2 separate regions of the Ovis aries genome follow, and region 2 is linked to region 1. The links are chromatin contacts, called in public Hi-C maps. All regions are on one chromosome and are shown on one strand. The core of a region is the stretch at or near the end of the contact, and the rest is flanking DNA. Distances in the headings are between cores, read along the strand shown.

What was found. Hi-C and Micro-C count contacts between places; a contact is called where the count stands out from the background.
Region 2: a contact with region 1 is called in a Hi-C map of tail adipose tissue, with 3 times the contacts expected there. The contact joins the promoter of HIF1A here to the enhancer-like site in region 1. A contact is called at or near these places in 2 of 16 Hi-C or Micro-C datasets (muscle and tail adipose tissue).

Annotation. Positions count from the first base shown.
Region 1 is chr7:71,649,016-71,656,852 of ARS-UI_Ramb_v3.0, reverse strand. All of the region lies in intron 9 of PRKCH (protein kinase C eta), which reads right to left. Among named protein-coding and RNA genes, the nearest start is that of PRKCH, 150 kb to the right of the region's middle. Within about 2 kb of position 4,837, at least 26 of the 54 cell types and tissues checked have an H3K27ac peak or open chromatin away from gene starts, as enhancers often do. A contact at or near this core is called in tail adipose tissue, where this site is marked.
Region 2 is chr7:71,906,701-71,914,537 of ARS-UI_Ramb_v3.0, reverse strand. It overlaps HIF1A (hypoxia inducible factor 1 subunit alpha), which reads right to left and starts at 3,525. Exons shown (of 13, transcript XM_027971915.3): 1 at 3,192-3,525. The coding sequence starts at 3,226.

The sequences.
Region 1 (7,837 bases), core at 3,588-6,087:
AATTAATATACAGTACTTGTTTTTCTAACTTACTTCAGTCTGTATGACAGTCTCTAAATCCATCCACATCTCTGCAAACGACACAACCTTGTTCCTTTTATGGCTTAGTAATGTCCTGGTGTATGTATGTACCACGTCTTCTTTTTCCATTCTTCTACTGATGGACGTTTAGGTTGCTTTCATGTCCTGGCTATTGGAAGTAGTGCTTCAGTGAACACTGGGGTACATAAATCTTTTTGAATTAAGGTTTTCTGTGGGTATATGCCAAGGAGTGGGATTGCTAGGTGATATGGTAATTCTATTTTAAGGAACCTCCATACTGTTCTCCATAGTGACTGTATCAATTTACATTCCCATCAACAGTGTAAGAGTGTTCCCCTTCCTCGACACCCTCTCCAGCATTTACTATTTGTAGATGTTTTTGATGATGGCCATTGTGACCAGTGTGACATGATACCTCATTGTAGTTTTGAGTTGCATTTCTTTAATAAGAAGGGTGTTGAGCATCTTTTCACCTGTTTATTGACCATCTAAATGTCTGTCTTTGGAGAAACGTCTATTTAGGTCTTCTGTCCATTTTGGGGTTGAGTTGTTTGTTTTGATATTGAGTTGCATGAGCTGTCTGTATTTTGGGGGGATTAATCCTTTGTCAGTTGCTTCATTTGCAAATATTTTTCTCCCATTCTAAGGGTTGTCTTTTCATCTTGTTTATGGTTTCCTTTGCTGTGCAAAAGCTTTTAAGCTTAATTAAATTCCATTTGTTTATTTTTGCTTTTATTTCCATTACTCTAGTAGGTAGGTCAAAAAAGATCTTGCTGTAATTTATATTAAAAAGTGTTCTGCCTATGTTTTTCTCTAAGAGCTTTATAGTGTCTAGCCTTACATTTAAGTCTTTAATTCATTTTTAGGGTTTACTTTTAATATGTAGAGGCCACACAATTTTGCAGACAGCCTCTATGGGAGGCTGTATCTTTATCTTAAGCTGAAATGACATTTCCATACATGGAAAACAAACAAAAGAAAACTGCAAGTCTGTTTTCCCCTAGAGCACACTTGTATTGCTACCAGAACATTTTTTTCTACACTGATTGGGAAATGTTTCTTAAAACTTTTATCTCCGTCTGTAAATTCCAGTTATATGCAGCACACAGAGGACAGGAATCTGACTCACAGATAGGAACCCCTTTAAGACCACAGTGACGATGATGAGCTTCATAAAATGTCACTCATTCAGTGCCTTGTTGGCAAAGCAGAAATGATTAAACGCCCAAACATGAGAACTGCACTATACGGACTGCTTGTTTTATAACATAACCGGCTCATTTTAAATATATGCTCCCTGAGCTAATCTTTTGTTCCCTGGATGCCCCACGCTCTGATAACTCTGCCCCATCACAACAGCTGGCAGCCTGCTAACTCCTGCTCACATTCAACAGATCCCTTATTTCCACCTCCTCTTCTTAGCTCAGGGCCCCAGTTCCCTCAAATGCCACAGTGTAGCTGCTGACAGCTGTTAGCAGCCCCTAAACAGGAATTCTGTCTACAAACTCAGGAAAAAAAAAAAAAGGATATAATATTATGTTTTTATAAAGAAGATCTGACTCATTTTCTTGGACCTCTGTAGAGAGTAAATTGATCTAGCTTACTTGACTTTCCATATATAGGCTGGACCACCAGATGCTCACGTAAGGCAGGGGTTTTCAGCTGGTGACATTTTCCCTCCAGGAGCGTCTGTTCATGTCTGGAGACTTCTTTGGTTGTCATAATTAGGGACGTGCTATTGGCATCAGTGAATGGAAGCTGGGGATGCGCTCATCCTACAGCACACAGGATAGCCCCGACCCTCTCATAAAAAAGGATTATCCTGCCCCCAACGTTAGCAGTGGGCAAATCTCATCACATTACATAAATAAGTGATTTAAATTTTATATAAAATTTTTAGTAAATTTAAGTAACTTCATATATATATGTATATTGCTATTGCTTAGTCATTCAGGCATTTCTGATTTTGTGACCCCATGGACTGTAGCCATCAGGCTCCTTTGTCCATGGGACTTCCCAGGCAAGAATACTGGAGTAGGTTGCAATTGTCATTCCCTTCCCCAGGGGATCAGTCATTTAATTCCTTGACATATTGACCTGTTGGTAAAGGCCAAGGCTGTGGAGATAAAATTCTGAGCAATGTGGAGGGAACTTCCTGCTATAGATCTGACCTGAAGACAAAGTAAAGAGGGACAAATTGAATTTATGAAAGTGAAAGTTAGTTGCTCAGTTGTGTCCCACTCTTTGTGACGCCATGGACTGAAGCCTGCCAGGCTCTTCTATACATGGGATTCTCCAGGCAAGAATACTGGAGTGGGTTGCCATTCCCTTCTCTAGGGGATCTTCCTGACCCAGGGACTGAACCCAGGTCTCCTGCATTACAGGCAGATTCTTTACCATCTGAGCCACCAGGGAAGCCCCTGGTGAGTTTACGAGCAGGATCTCAATTCCGCAGGTTCCCAAAAGAGTGACCTGAACCAGTCTGTAGGTCCAGCTCCCTACTTTGCTGGATGTGTCTAACTCATTTTGAACCACCTTTCACCACTGGTAGACACACACTAGCACAGAAGGTCTGGGCTAGTCATGGGCACAGGCTACTTCCCACTTTGCAAGGAGATCTGAAATGAGTGACAGGAAGGACAAGGATAAGGCACTTCCCACGGGTATAGGATTGGGAATGCATGTAGGGACGAGGGCAGGCATTTTGCTGGAAGGGCTATCCTCTTGTTTTGGTTGGGAATTAAACATTACATCATTTTAATGTTGAAAATATCATATACCATAAGGATGAAATTGAGTTTCTGGGAAGAGTTCCAAGACTCCCTTCGAAAGACCTAAGCAAGACATCATCACAGACCATCCTAAAGAAGTGAGTAGGAGTGAGCTCCAAATACAGCAAGCTCTTTTGCTGTGCAAATATACTGAAAGCTGGATGGCTGCACAGAAACAGGAACTCCCTGGGTGGCCCTAAAGGGGAGACAGGGCCTGCCAAAGCCTCTGCCGCTGCAGCATGGAGGGTCTCTGGTGAGAGGAGCCGAGGTACTCTCTGGCTTCAGAAGGCAGGAAAAGAAACCCTGCACAGGAGCAGTCAGTCCTGAAGGCATGGATATGGGGTGGGGGCAGGGAATGTTGTCCCTGCAGCCTCCTGTGGGGCTCTCAGGGAAGAGATCAGTCTTCCCAGCAGCATAAGGAATTCTGTACCAACAGCAATAGTGAGCGTGGCAAGTAAGCTTAGCTGCTGCTTAGCCATGACACCTCCTGCTTTGGACCCCAAGCCTGTTGCCCTCCCTGCCCCCAGGAATCTCCATCAGGTCTTCAATTCCCTGCACCAGATGGGAATATACAAGCAAATACAGCTTCAAGACACTTCTCCTGGACTCCCCTGTAAGCAGATGGCTGCTCTGAGCCTGCCCTAAAAGTAATCCCAGAAATTCGACCATGACCAGCCCACCACAGAGGGGTGACTCTCTCTGCTCTGGACCTGCTACTCAGGTCCCGAATTCCCCAGGAGGACACCGGCTCCGTGAGGGAAGGGGCTCCTTCCTGCTTTGTCCACCACCGTGTCCTCAGGGCTCAGAGCCGGGCCTACACCCTGGAGGAACTCTGTGCACATTTGCCGAATGAACGAACACCCCCGATCTTCACCAACTGGTGGACAAGTCTCTGAAATTTCAGGCTGGCAAAGTTTATACTGACAGACAGAGCTGACTTTGTCCTGAGAGGCCCTCGACCTGGAGCCTGAGAAGAGATAGACATAGCTGTGTTCTGACCAGTGATGAAGTAATTATGGAAAAAGCAAGTATTTCAAAACTAGAGGACATTACAGTCTATGGTTTCCACCCAGTGCAGTTGGGTTTCTAGACTGCATGATTCTGGAGGGGCTTGCTCCAGCCACCCACGGATGTTGCCTTAGGTCTTGGCCCCAAGGTCCTAGTTGGTCCTGACAAAGGCCAACCCAGCTTCCCAGGGAAATACCCGAAGGCCACCCTAGGGTGCTAGTTGGACTGTTAGTCTTCTATTCTGGTTGCCCTTCTGAGGAAAGACTGGCCCGGAGGTAAAAATTTCCCCCGGAATCCAGAGCTCCTTTTCAGCTACCTTCCCTTTTGTAGCAGGGAGGAAATACAGTCCTTATACTGTCTATGCCACGTGTATGACTCTCCTCTTGCCGGCCAGACTGAGCATTGCAAACACTGTTTCTTTCCCTTGCCCTCCATCAGTGTGATTCTGGATTGGCTGACTTGTCACTAAACTATTTGGCAGAAAGCCCCTCACGTTCTCATGCCTGGAGCCACTCCCGGCACTTCTAGCCCGGAGCTTTAGAACAGAGCCCCACTGAGGTCTGAGCACCCATAGTTTGGCAGGTTCCCAGGCATGGTTAGGGAAAACCGTAACCAATGCTCCCTACCACAGAGCTTCGCTGGTCATCAGACACACAGGGGACCGAGTCTGACCCTGGCAAGTCTCGGCCAAGTCAAAGGAAGTGACACACCATCTGTGAACCGCCTCCACACACTGGAGCTGGGGGGTCCAGGCCATCTCTAGGTCATCACCGTGGGTGACAGCTAGTGACAAGGCCAGTTGCAGCTGAATAACCTCAAAAGGAAACACATGCCAACCCTTTCAAGCCCTTTGGTCCCACCAAGTGTTCTGGCATCCTCCCCGAGCAGAGACAGCCAAAGGAACAGCAAGAACTCCGGGTTCTCCTATTTCTCATTCATTTTCATAACCCTATTGAGTCACAGATAGTCGGGAAGCTGGGAAGCCTCTGGGGACAGAAGCAAAGGTCCTAAATCAGCCCCCTCCGCCCCCCGCTAGAAATTCAGAGCCCAGAGACAGCCCATGTGCATTCTGTCCCCAGTGGGAACATGATTAATGTCAGGAACATGCCCAACTGGGAAACACCATGTTCTGGCTGGTTTTCTATTTTGATCTGAGCCAAAGGCAAACTATACCAAGTGACCCATAAGCAGACCACATTGCGTTTACGGCACTCATTGCTCAACGGAAGGAGGAAGCCCAGTTTCAAACAGGTTAAGAAGAAATGGTCTTTCTTTTAACCTGCCTTTATTCCTGCCTGATAATAGGCAGGGGACCTTCTTTAAGACAAGGGTGCTGTTAGCCCGACCAGGATGAGAACCCAGAGCTCGCCTATGGAAGGCTGCAGTGCAGTCCCCTCCTGACGAGATTCCAAAAATGCACGTCAGGGCAACAGGATGAGCCTGCTGCCCATCTCTCCTGTGTGCGTCTCTCTTTGACACGTACACCCCTCTGCTAATATTTAACATAATGACAGAGAAAATAACTCAGGGTTGTTCCCCTGCACCCCTGTTGCCGGATGATCTTCAGACATATTTTAAGTGTGACTTACGTGCACTGAGGTCAGTTTGCACCGGTTAGGTGAGCTGACAGCACTTGGGTCACAAGATTCCTAGCCACCCTGCCCTTCAAAGGCAGGGTTTCTGCTTTGCTGATGGACACTGAGGTGTGGCCCCTTAAAGAAAGCGATGGCCCCTGCCAGGAACTCCAGCTGCACTGCTCTGTGAGCAACCCCTGCAGGGGCCACCTGACGACACCCCATAAGTAGGGAGGTAAGAGCACCCAGCTGCTGTCCTTGTAAAAGGAGGTCCTGTGTAATGCCTCCTCCGCCCAGGGCAGCAGATCACCAGCGCACAAACGTGCTCATGGCTCCAACGCGGCCTGGGCACCGGGCACAGCGTGTCCTGTTTTCCAAATGGAAACCTTTGCTCTAACAAACTGGGTCTCTGAACAAAGGCTCAAGCATCTGACCAGCATTTACTCTGCCGCTCCCCCTCCTGCTGCCGCTGCCTCTTTGTTCCTCCTGGTCTCAGCCCTCAGCTCTCAGCCAGGCTCCAGGAGCGCCAAGGAGAGCCCCAGGAGCTGGGGGTGGGGAGACCCGGATTCCAGGCCATAAATGCCAGCAGGCTCAGCTGCCGACACAACAGTCCCTGATTAAGATGAAAGGAGTGTGAAGCGAATTCAACCTGAAAGGGTGGGAAAGGCAGTGTACCCCAGCTAGCAGCCGGACCTGGGCCCTCCTGGCTTCAGGAGGCCTCACTCCCCCCACCCCATCGACAAAGAAACAGAAGCACATTGCAGGAACTGGCAAACAGAACAAAGAAGAAAAAGATCATCCATAATTCCACTGCCTTCATGACAGTCCCTGATAGTTTACTGGCATCATTTCCTTTCTGGCTTTTTTTTTTTTTTTTTTTGAGGAGGGGACAGGTTTGCCAAGTTGCTCTCCCAGGACGAACCTGAAATGGATTCACACTGCTAATTATCATAAATTCTGTACTATTCCCTGGCCTCCCATCTCTTGTCCCACCATTTACTCTGTTTCATTTTGGGCAAGTAATTTAGCTCCTCCTTCACTTTATCACTCAGCAAAATAAAGATAATAATTGTATCCATCTTCTAGGGCTGATGTAAGAACTGTATGGAATAAATCATATATGTTAGATGCTTCTGAAAGTAACACACTACTTAATATTCAATCATATCTCTACTGGCCAAAAACCTTCATCAAGTAGTACATTTTTTAAGTAGATTCCCATTGCTGAAGACTGAGGTTGTTTCCAGTATCTTCCTAGTATAAATTATGTACTGAAAATTAACCATATTAATGCATAACATCTTATTCTTTATGTTGCTTTCTTTGGCTAGGTTATCAGAAATAAAATCAACAGATCCAAGAGTATAAGCATTGATCCAGACTGTAAGCCATGATCCAGATTAACGAATTATTCACAAACTATTAGAATTTACAATGCTTTCAGAAATTTATGAGAATGCCAATGGAATGATGTACTTGCAAGTAATATGTATTATGAAAAAAGAAATCTGGGGCAATAATTCATGGGCCCATAATTCTATGTAGCAAACTTGATAAATTATCTAATATTTGAAATTTGCATATCTTTTTGTTTTGACCAAGAACAAAAAGAGCTCCCAAATCCCTATTTTGTGAGTGCTTATTGTCACTGTCATGTAGGGTCTGTGCTGGCCCCTGGGAGTCCCAGGACATGTTTTGGTGTGGGGAAGGAGGCAGTCATCACCATACCCAGTTGGTTCACTTTTGAACCATGTCATGCATGTGGCAAGAGCGTGTCTGCATTCTCACCTTTGGTCCTCACAGCAATCCCACTTTCATCTCCACCACGAGAACTCTAGGGCTCAAAGGAATTTTAAGGGAGTTGCAAGCCATTCAGACAGAGGGAAACAGAGTTGGAAGGACTCAGCTTCCTTTTCCAAGGGCAAGGCTGCTGCCATATCAACAGGTTGGAGGGGAGCCAGTGCAGACAGGAGGGGCTTAAGCAGATGCTGAATCAACAACCTCTATGTTGTACAAGATACCAAGTGGACAGAGCCGGACTCCAGAGTCAGCCTGACCCAGAGATGAACCTTGTTTCCACCACTCAGCTCAAGGGAGCCTTGGCAAGTTGCTTCCTTTCTCCTGGGCCTCAGAGACACTCATTCTGCAGGCCTGGACAGTGAGAGAAGCGCTGCTTCTACCAGCATCTTCACAATGAAGTGACATGCAAATGCTGGAGAGTGGCTCCCACGTCTCACATCGGGTCCCTTCTAAATTCTGCAGGGGCGACTGTTACAGTTTCGTGTGACACACTGATCAGCATCTTCTTTTAGATGTCAGGGCCTGCCAAACCTGGTTGCTGAAAAGTAGTCATTTACCTGCTGTAATTTCTCACAGTAACTGGCATTTTCTGTTCTTTATACTTAGCTTTTCAATAGCAAACAGGGATAGTGACTGAGGACT
Region 2 (7,837 bases), core at 2,276-4,775, 260 kb before region 1:
ACTGGCATCAAGACAAAAAAAAAAAAAGGTTATTGCCATTTGTAAGACTGCAGTTCCTTGCACATACCCTGCTAAATTGAACTGTCTGACTAGTATATGTGATTATGACTCCAGTCTCTGAAGTCCAGAGAAAATTTTTAGTAGCCTATTTGGGGTGGGAACAAGGGGGTAAGGAAATGTGAAAAAAGGGGGCCTATCGTAGACACTAGATTAGATGCTCAAGAATACTTGATGCTAGATGCCAACATAATTCAGGTCCTGTTTTAACTAAAAAGAATCCCTTTAAACTTCTGGGTCCAATGACAGTCTTTTCATTTTTAGGGGATAAAGAAAAGAAAAGTAGGGAGAAGAGGAAGTAACACAAATATTTGGAAGGACGTGCAAAACAAACAAACAAAAAAAAAGTTTTTAAGTGTTGTGGAAGTTCAAATTAAAACTTTAACAAGTAACATCTACTTTCAAGTATATAATGTTACCAAGACTCCTAAATCAAACACTAGGCATTATCTCATTTAATCTTCTCAATAACCTCTAAGATGGCTGCTATTATTATCATCATTTAAAAAGGAGGAAATAGGCTCAGAAGCATTCAGTAATAACTTGCCCAGGCTCACAAAGCTAACAAGTAAAAAGCTGGACTCAGAGGGGTCAGGTTCAAATCTTGAGCTCTTAACCATCAGGCAACCTCTTCAAAGAAGAAATCAAAGTAAAACTGTAACAAGAAAAATGTTTACTAGTGAATGAGAGGTTCTTGATTTTTAATGACCAAAGTTAAGAAGTTAAGGAATATCCATTCTCAGAGATTTTACTTTAATGATACAACTATGTTTTGAAAACTCTGAAGGAATCTGCCCTGAAACCTAAAAGAGAACAATGAACCTCTTGACATTTCACTGAAATCTAAAATTCAACATTAATGTGCTATTAAATCCAATCCCTGTTACTAAGCAGTCAACATGAAATTTCCTATGTGAAATCTATTATAACCATACCTAACTTCTGTTCTGATTTCTTCTAATCCTTTAGCTTTTGAGTTTCCTAGCCCTCCTTTAAGAAAAGACAAATTTGTCTCCCCCACCTGCACCCTACAGGCTCATTTAGTGGAAAAATTCTAAGGAGAAAAATCTCAGCCCCTCAATCTCCCAGTTTTCTTTTTTAAAAGTTTTTAAATTATTAGTTAGAAAAGGATAAAAAAAGACTTCTTTAACAAACAGCACCTATAAGTTGTTGAGTACCATTTGTTGTGTTTAATTTAATTTACCAGTTATACTAGTTGTTGAGTACCATTTGTTGTGTTTAACTTATTTTACCAGTTAAAACAACTTCTGTAATAAGAACCATTAAATCCAATTCAAGTTTATGCTAAATTTTCAAATGAGAATATTTTGCAAATAACAAATGGGACTGAGGAAAATTAAGAACTGGTTTAGACTTGGGAGTGAAGCACAGTAGGTAATTAATTCATTTATATTAAAGCTGCTTATGCTCTTCTCAACTTATGAACTGCAAAGGAGATACAAGTACAATAAGGCACACAAAAAGACACTGAATGGTGCATAACTTCATGTACAATGTTAAATATGTTTTAGCACTAAGGACAGAATATTGACAATACACTGAGATGATGTGCCTTAGGTTTACAGCAGCCTCATCATTTCATCAAAAGCCTTGTAATCACCTCTACAAATTTAATTGCAATTAATTCCTGGCAACTCTTGGAATTGGGTCTAGATCTGTTTACTCACTTTTTAAATTTTATACACGCTTTCTCTGGTGTATACAAACTGAGAACTTATCATTCTATTAGAGAAAGACCAAAAAAGAATCCACAAAATCGCAGGAACATAAACAAGTTTATCTTCTGCTGATACTGATTAGGGCACTTAATCTGTCCCAGAAGAGAGCAAGGACTTAACAGTAAAGCCAGCCTACTAACCAGAACTCTTAGCATAAATCTTCAATTCCTTAAAATAATTTCCTCAAAGGTTAAAATACCAGAGTGGACCAAAAGGTGGGGGGACGTGGCGGGGTGGTGGGGTTGGGCGGGCGGGGGTGGGGGGGCACTTAATTCCACTGGTTGGACTCACAATTCTTAATCCTATAATGTACCAGTTAAGACTGTAACTTCGAGGTGTTTTTAAAACTTGCATTAAGTTCTAACAAGATGGTTATTTATTTACTTTGCGTATATTTTAATATACCTCAATTTCAGAAAAATCAGTCGGGTCAATCTAAAAACTTCGTAACATTTTAGTGCTGCATTTCGTTTGCTCTGATCACATACCCATATACGCCCCCCCAACCTCATTAAAAGTGTTTGCCTGAATTTAGCCACCCGCTACGTTTTCACTAAGATATTTTCAAGAATGAATGACGCATATAATTCACTTATAACATCTGGGCTCTCATGACAGGTGATAGAAACACAGGTATCCAATTCCGACGTTCTCATTAAAATGTTACTATTTCTCTAAATTCCCGTTACTCCGAGTCTTGCTCTAGACAAGTTTTTCAACGCGATTAAAACAAAACCAAACCAAACCTGCACGTGCAAACGAAAAAGTTAGCATCCCAGGCCATCGTGGCAAATCCCTAATGCACAAAGGCAAAGACACCCGCCTGGCCGGACAACCGCAGAGCAAGATCTCACCCAACCAACCACGCGAGCTCCTAGGTCGGAAACCCAGGGCCCCGAACCCATACCGAAGCCAGGACCCGCGTGCAAGGGCCGCCCCGGGGCCGAGTTTTCAATGGAACAGGAGAGGATGGGGGCGGGAAGGAGCGGAAGCTCGGGTGCAAGTGGCGGCGACCAAGCTGCGGCTCATTTCTCTTCCCGGGGTTTTCAGGCTGGGGGAAGTCCACCCGGAGCAGGGCACGCGGCAGGCTGGGGGTTTGAGGCGGGTAGGGAGGGCGATGCGAGGCCCGGGCTGCCGGGAAAGGAGGCGAGCAGGGCCCAGCCCCCGGCCCCCGGCCCCTGAAAGCACTTTAGACGCGTCTCCCACCCCCCACTACAAGATGGCGACGTGGACAGTGGGGAGCCCGGCCGGCGAGGCTGGGGGAGAAAGAGAGGAGGGGGGAGAGGCAGAAACAAAAAGGCGGCCCCCCGGAACGCGGAGGCCGGCCCGCGAGCCCCCGGCGGCGGGCGGGGGCGCCGGGGGGAGAAGGCGGCCGGCGGAGGGGAGTGGGCTTACTTTTTCTTGTCGTTCGCGCCCCCGGCGCCCTCCATGGTGAATCGGTGCCCGCGATGCCTTCACGGCCCGCGGCCCCCAGGCTCGCTCCGGCCTAAGCGCTGGCTCCCTCCACACGCGGGGAGGGGAGAAAAGGCACGTCCAGAGGTGGGGGGTGCGAGGCGGGAAACCCCTCGTGAGATCAGAGGAGGGAGAGCAGACGGCAATCGCAGAGGTCCAACTCTGGCTCGGAAGAGCCTCCCCTGGGGCAGCTTGTCAGGGCCCGGGCCGACGCACTGGCCAAAGCGGCAGCGAGGGCGATCCTCGCGTCCCCTCAGACGAGGCGGTTCTGTGCACTGAGGAGCTGAGGCAGCGGCAGGGGGCGGGCAAGGGCGGAGGCGCGCGCGGGGGCGCGCGCGGAGGGAGTGTAGGGGGACCGCGCGCCCGCGGAGCCCGGCGCGCGCTCACGCAAGCCCGCCTCACCTGAGGGGGAGGCGGGTTCCTTGAGAGCCAATGGCGAGGGACGCAGGCGGCCAGTCCCCACCCCAGCCCACGTCTGTCTCAGCCAATCAGGAGGCGGTCAGCTGAGGCACAGCTGGGACGCGCTGCCGCGCTCACGTGCTCGTCTGTGTGCCGCTGCGGAGGCAAGAGAAAGGAGATGGGGTGCGGCCAGACTGGGTCTGGGGACTCTGCGCCTTCGCCTAGAGAAAGCAGTGGCTGGCTTTGGGAGGCGCTGCTGAGAAGGGATTTCGGTGTTTGGGTCTCAAGCCTGCATCACACTTCCTGCTGCCGGTGCAGCAAGTCTCCAGCTCCCTTTTCGGCAGCTGTGCTGTGCAGGGTTGCCGCCCGCTCTGCCAAGTCCCAGTTCAAAAAAGCAGACTTTTTTGCGTCGTGGCAGCAAATCCTGGTCCTTCTACTCAGATGTGTTACAGTGGGGTCTTTCTTGCCAGGTTACCCAACCAGGCCATGTCACCGACCGCACCCTTTGCCATGTAACACTAGGGTACTCTCTTTATCTCTTTATTAAGTTTCTCTGTGATGAAGTTTGATTCCTGAGTAAATACGAATGCGAATATAAAATAAACAATTTCCTCTTGCTGTAAGCCTCTCAAGGGAAGTAGTTAAGGCAGCAGGAACTCTTAAAATCTGAAATTATTTTAAGCAATACAAGTAGGTGTAAGTGACTTTAGTAAAAGTAGAAACCTGAATTTCAAAGTGGGGGGGGGGAGTAGGAAAAATGGCTTTAGGTGGACAGTTATATACTTGTTGCTTTTCAAAGAGTAGAAAATAATCTTAGATGGATTTAGAAAAAGGGAAGATGACCCTTAGTTTGAGACTTACCACCTTGAATTGAGATCACCGTGTAGACAGGAAAGAAGGAAGGAAAACCCTTAACCAAGACCTAAGGAGACCTGGAGCAGAGTTAACTCAGTGGCAGCAGTATTGCCTGTTTGCTAACATGACCTTGCAAGCTACTGGATAAGACTAAATCACTACTTGACTTTTGAAGCCTACTTTTCAAGCCTATCAGTCTTTGAAATGAAAAAGAAATGTGTTTTGAGTCCAACAAAGGAGCATTGCACACATATCTCCAGTTTGACACTAGATTATTTTACTTCTCACCTTTGCCTTGTTAGTTATATTGCTACAATCTGGCTTCAGATTATAAATTAATGTGGATATCAGTAAATTTCAATTATATTGTCATGTAAAAACAATGGTCTAGGTAACAATGGTCTATATAGATTAAACTCTGATAAGACAAAAATCAATTTATATAACACCTATTTTTAACTCATCAGCAAATCCATAGAGATAGGATTAAAGATTGATGTTAATGCTACTGATTCCAGAGTTAAGAGTGAGCTTAAAGTACCAGCTCTGATACTTACTAACAAGTCATGTAACTTGTGCCTCAGTTTACTCATTTATGTCTAAACCACAGAATCAGGGCATGATTAAATGAGACAGTACATGTAAAGTACTTAGAACAATACCTGGCACATAGTAAACCATCAATAAATGTTAGCCATTAGTATTGTCAGGATTGTGTTTTCATTATTCTTATCATTATTATTACCTCCAAATTTGTGCCACTGCTAGTGGTAATTACTTAGGCTTCTACCGAAGGTTGGCAAGTTTTAACTATCCAAGACTGCTTATTATGTTAACGTAAATTCACATATATTATTGCTTTCAACTGTGAAACTGCTCACAGTGTTCGCACACTTGTATATGAGCATGATTGCAGAGATCTTCAACCATTTTCTTTTTTATTTTACTGGTAAGAAATTCTCTCTGGCCAATGATCATACCTGAAGGGTATAGTGTTTATTACAACAACAAAAAAGTGAGCCTTTTGTAACATCAAATCTAAGTCATTTTTTAAAGTTTATAGCAGAATGCTAATCCAATCAGCAAAGATATTTTTGAATAGACATTACATTTGCTCAGAGTTTACTTCTCCTTTTAAAAATATATAAAATACAGTATTTTATGTGTGTGTATGTATATTTGTGTTTACCCACACATGTGAACTAGGAAAGCAGTAATATTCAGCTTGTGTTTTCACATAATCAAAAAGGAGCTAAATAATATGCCCTAATTTAATCAATTTTGTTAACTAACAATTCTAAAAAGCAAAATTTCCTATGGGGTAAAGTTTTAAATTATCCTCTTTATAAACATCCACTAACAAATGCATTTAGATGATTGTAATGTGACTAAACCTTAACAAACAATCATATTTACTCTCTAATCTTTGTAAGTGTTCAAATTTCATTCCAAGTCACTTTGCAGAACTTTCTAAGTAGGCTGAAAGATTACTTGAAAATGATGCAATTGACCCTTAACCCATATTTATAGTAGGAAGTTAAACAGTGACTCAGGAGGAGGCAGGATAAAACCTGAAATTTTAGTACTAAGTAACATAGAGTGTTGAGCCTTTTAAAGAGTGAAACACATCAAATTCAGGTAATTAAGAATGCATCAAACTATATAACAAGACCTAGTGGTCAGTAAGTGATTCTCTCTTAATATTATTCTTAGTTCTCTTCTTCTCCATCTTTATCTATTCTAAGAACAACAAAAAAGCATATCATTTGGAAGGAAGTGCTTAGCAGATAACAGACATTTAAAAAGTCTCTTTTTCTTTTCTTTCAAGGATCAAAACAGAAAATAAATATGTATATTTGTCTGAATTTTTGGAGAATAAGAATACACTGAGATTTTGACACTAGCACTTTTCAATTATGATAGGTATTTTAAGCATAAATTTACAAAGGAATGTCAAAGGATTTTCAGTTTCTAGTCCAACATGTAAGGAGCTTGGAAGCATCCATCCTCACAGTAAGAAAAAAAGCTTAACAAACTGAAAACCAACAACTCTTCTTAGATCCACCAGGGAAATGAGGCCACAAGGCATACTGCTGCCCTGAAAGTGGGAGAGACAGACAGACAGTTATAGAGAGTCACAGCTTACCAGAGGATCACAGTTTACCAGGAAGAAAAGCCAGAAGTTGAGGTCAACATCACAGCTGGAGTCAACCAATATCAGTAGGAGCATTTTAAACTGCAAGTGAGGAACTGCTGGAGGCTCTAGTGGACCTGCTTGAGAGTTAAAAACTGCAAAGGAGGCTCAGCCTTTGAGGGGCCCCATAACTTTCTTGAATTTCAACTCCAAGAGCCTAAGAGATTATCAGTGTGAAGATCAGAGGAAAATATCTTGCTTTTTGCATGGCTAGAGGGAAAAATAACCCTTTTGAAATACTTTCAGAGCATTCTGTTTTTCTTAACAAGATCCATCCTCAAGGGAAACTATTTTACCAGAGCCTAATGTGTGTTCGGGAACAGGGAACACCCAATGCCAGCCCCTTTTAGCCTTCAGTTTGAGAGAAGGAAAGTGCTCAACTCAGTCTCACAAAACAGCTGATCCCTAATCACAGGACTATAGCATGTTTCTCTTCTCCCACACCTTGCCATATCACCACATCAGTAGGACTCTTGGGTAATAACAGAGGATTACAGCTAAGAGAAGTGCAAGCCTCAGACCCTAGTTAAAGAGTTACTAGGGATATCCAAAAGTAACAAGAGAAACAAAAAAGGACACTAGAGGAAATTTTAGCTTCAGACACCACAGCTACAGCAAAAAATAGCATAGCCTATCTCTAGCCAAACAATTATAAATTTCATAGTAAAGGCCTATCTACCTAACTTCCTTTTACCTGATATTCCATGTAGGGTTTTCAACAGCAAAACTATGACTTGCTAACAACCAAAAAGCATAATTGAAGAGATAAACCAAACATTAAAGACAAACTCAGATATGGCAAAGATTTTGTAATTATCAGACCAAGAATTTAATATAACTATGATTAATATTCTCCTGGATCTAATGGGAAAAGGACTATATGAAAGAACAGATGAATAAAATAAGGAGAGAAATGGAAATTCTAAGGAATAATAAAAAATAAATACTAGAAATTGAAAGCAATGTAACAGAAATAAAGAATGCTTCTGATGGGTTCATCAGTAGACTGGACATAGCTGAGAAAAGAATGAATGAACTTGAAGATATGCCAAAAAAACAAGTCAATGAAAAAGATGGAACAAAATATCTAAGATTTGTGGGACAATTACAAAAGGTGTAACCTAACTGTAATGGAGATCCT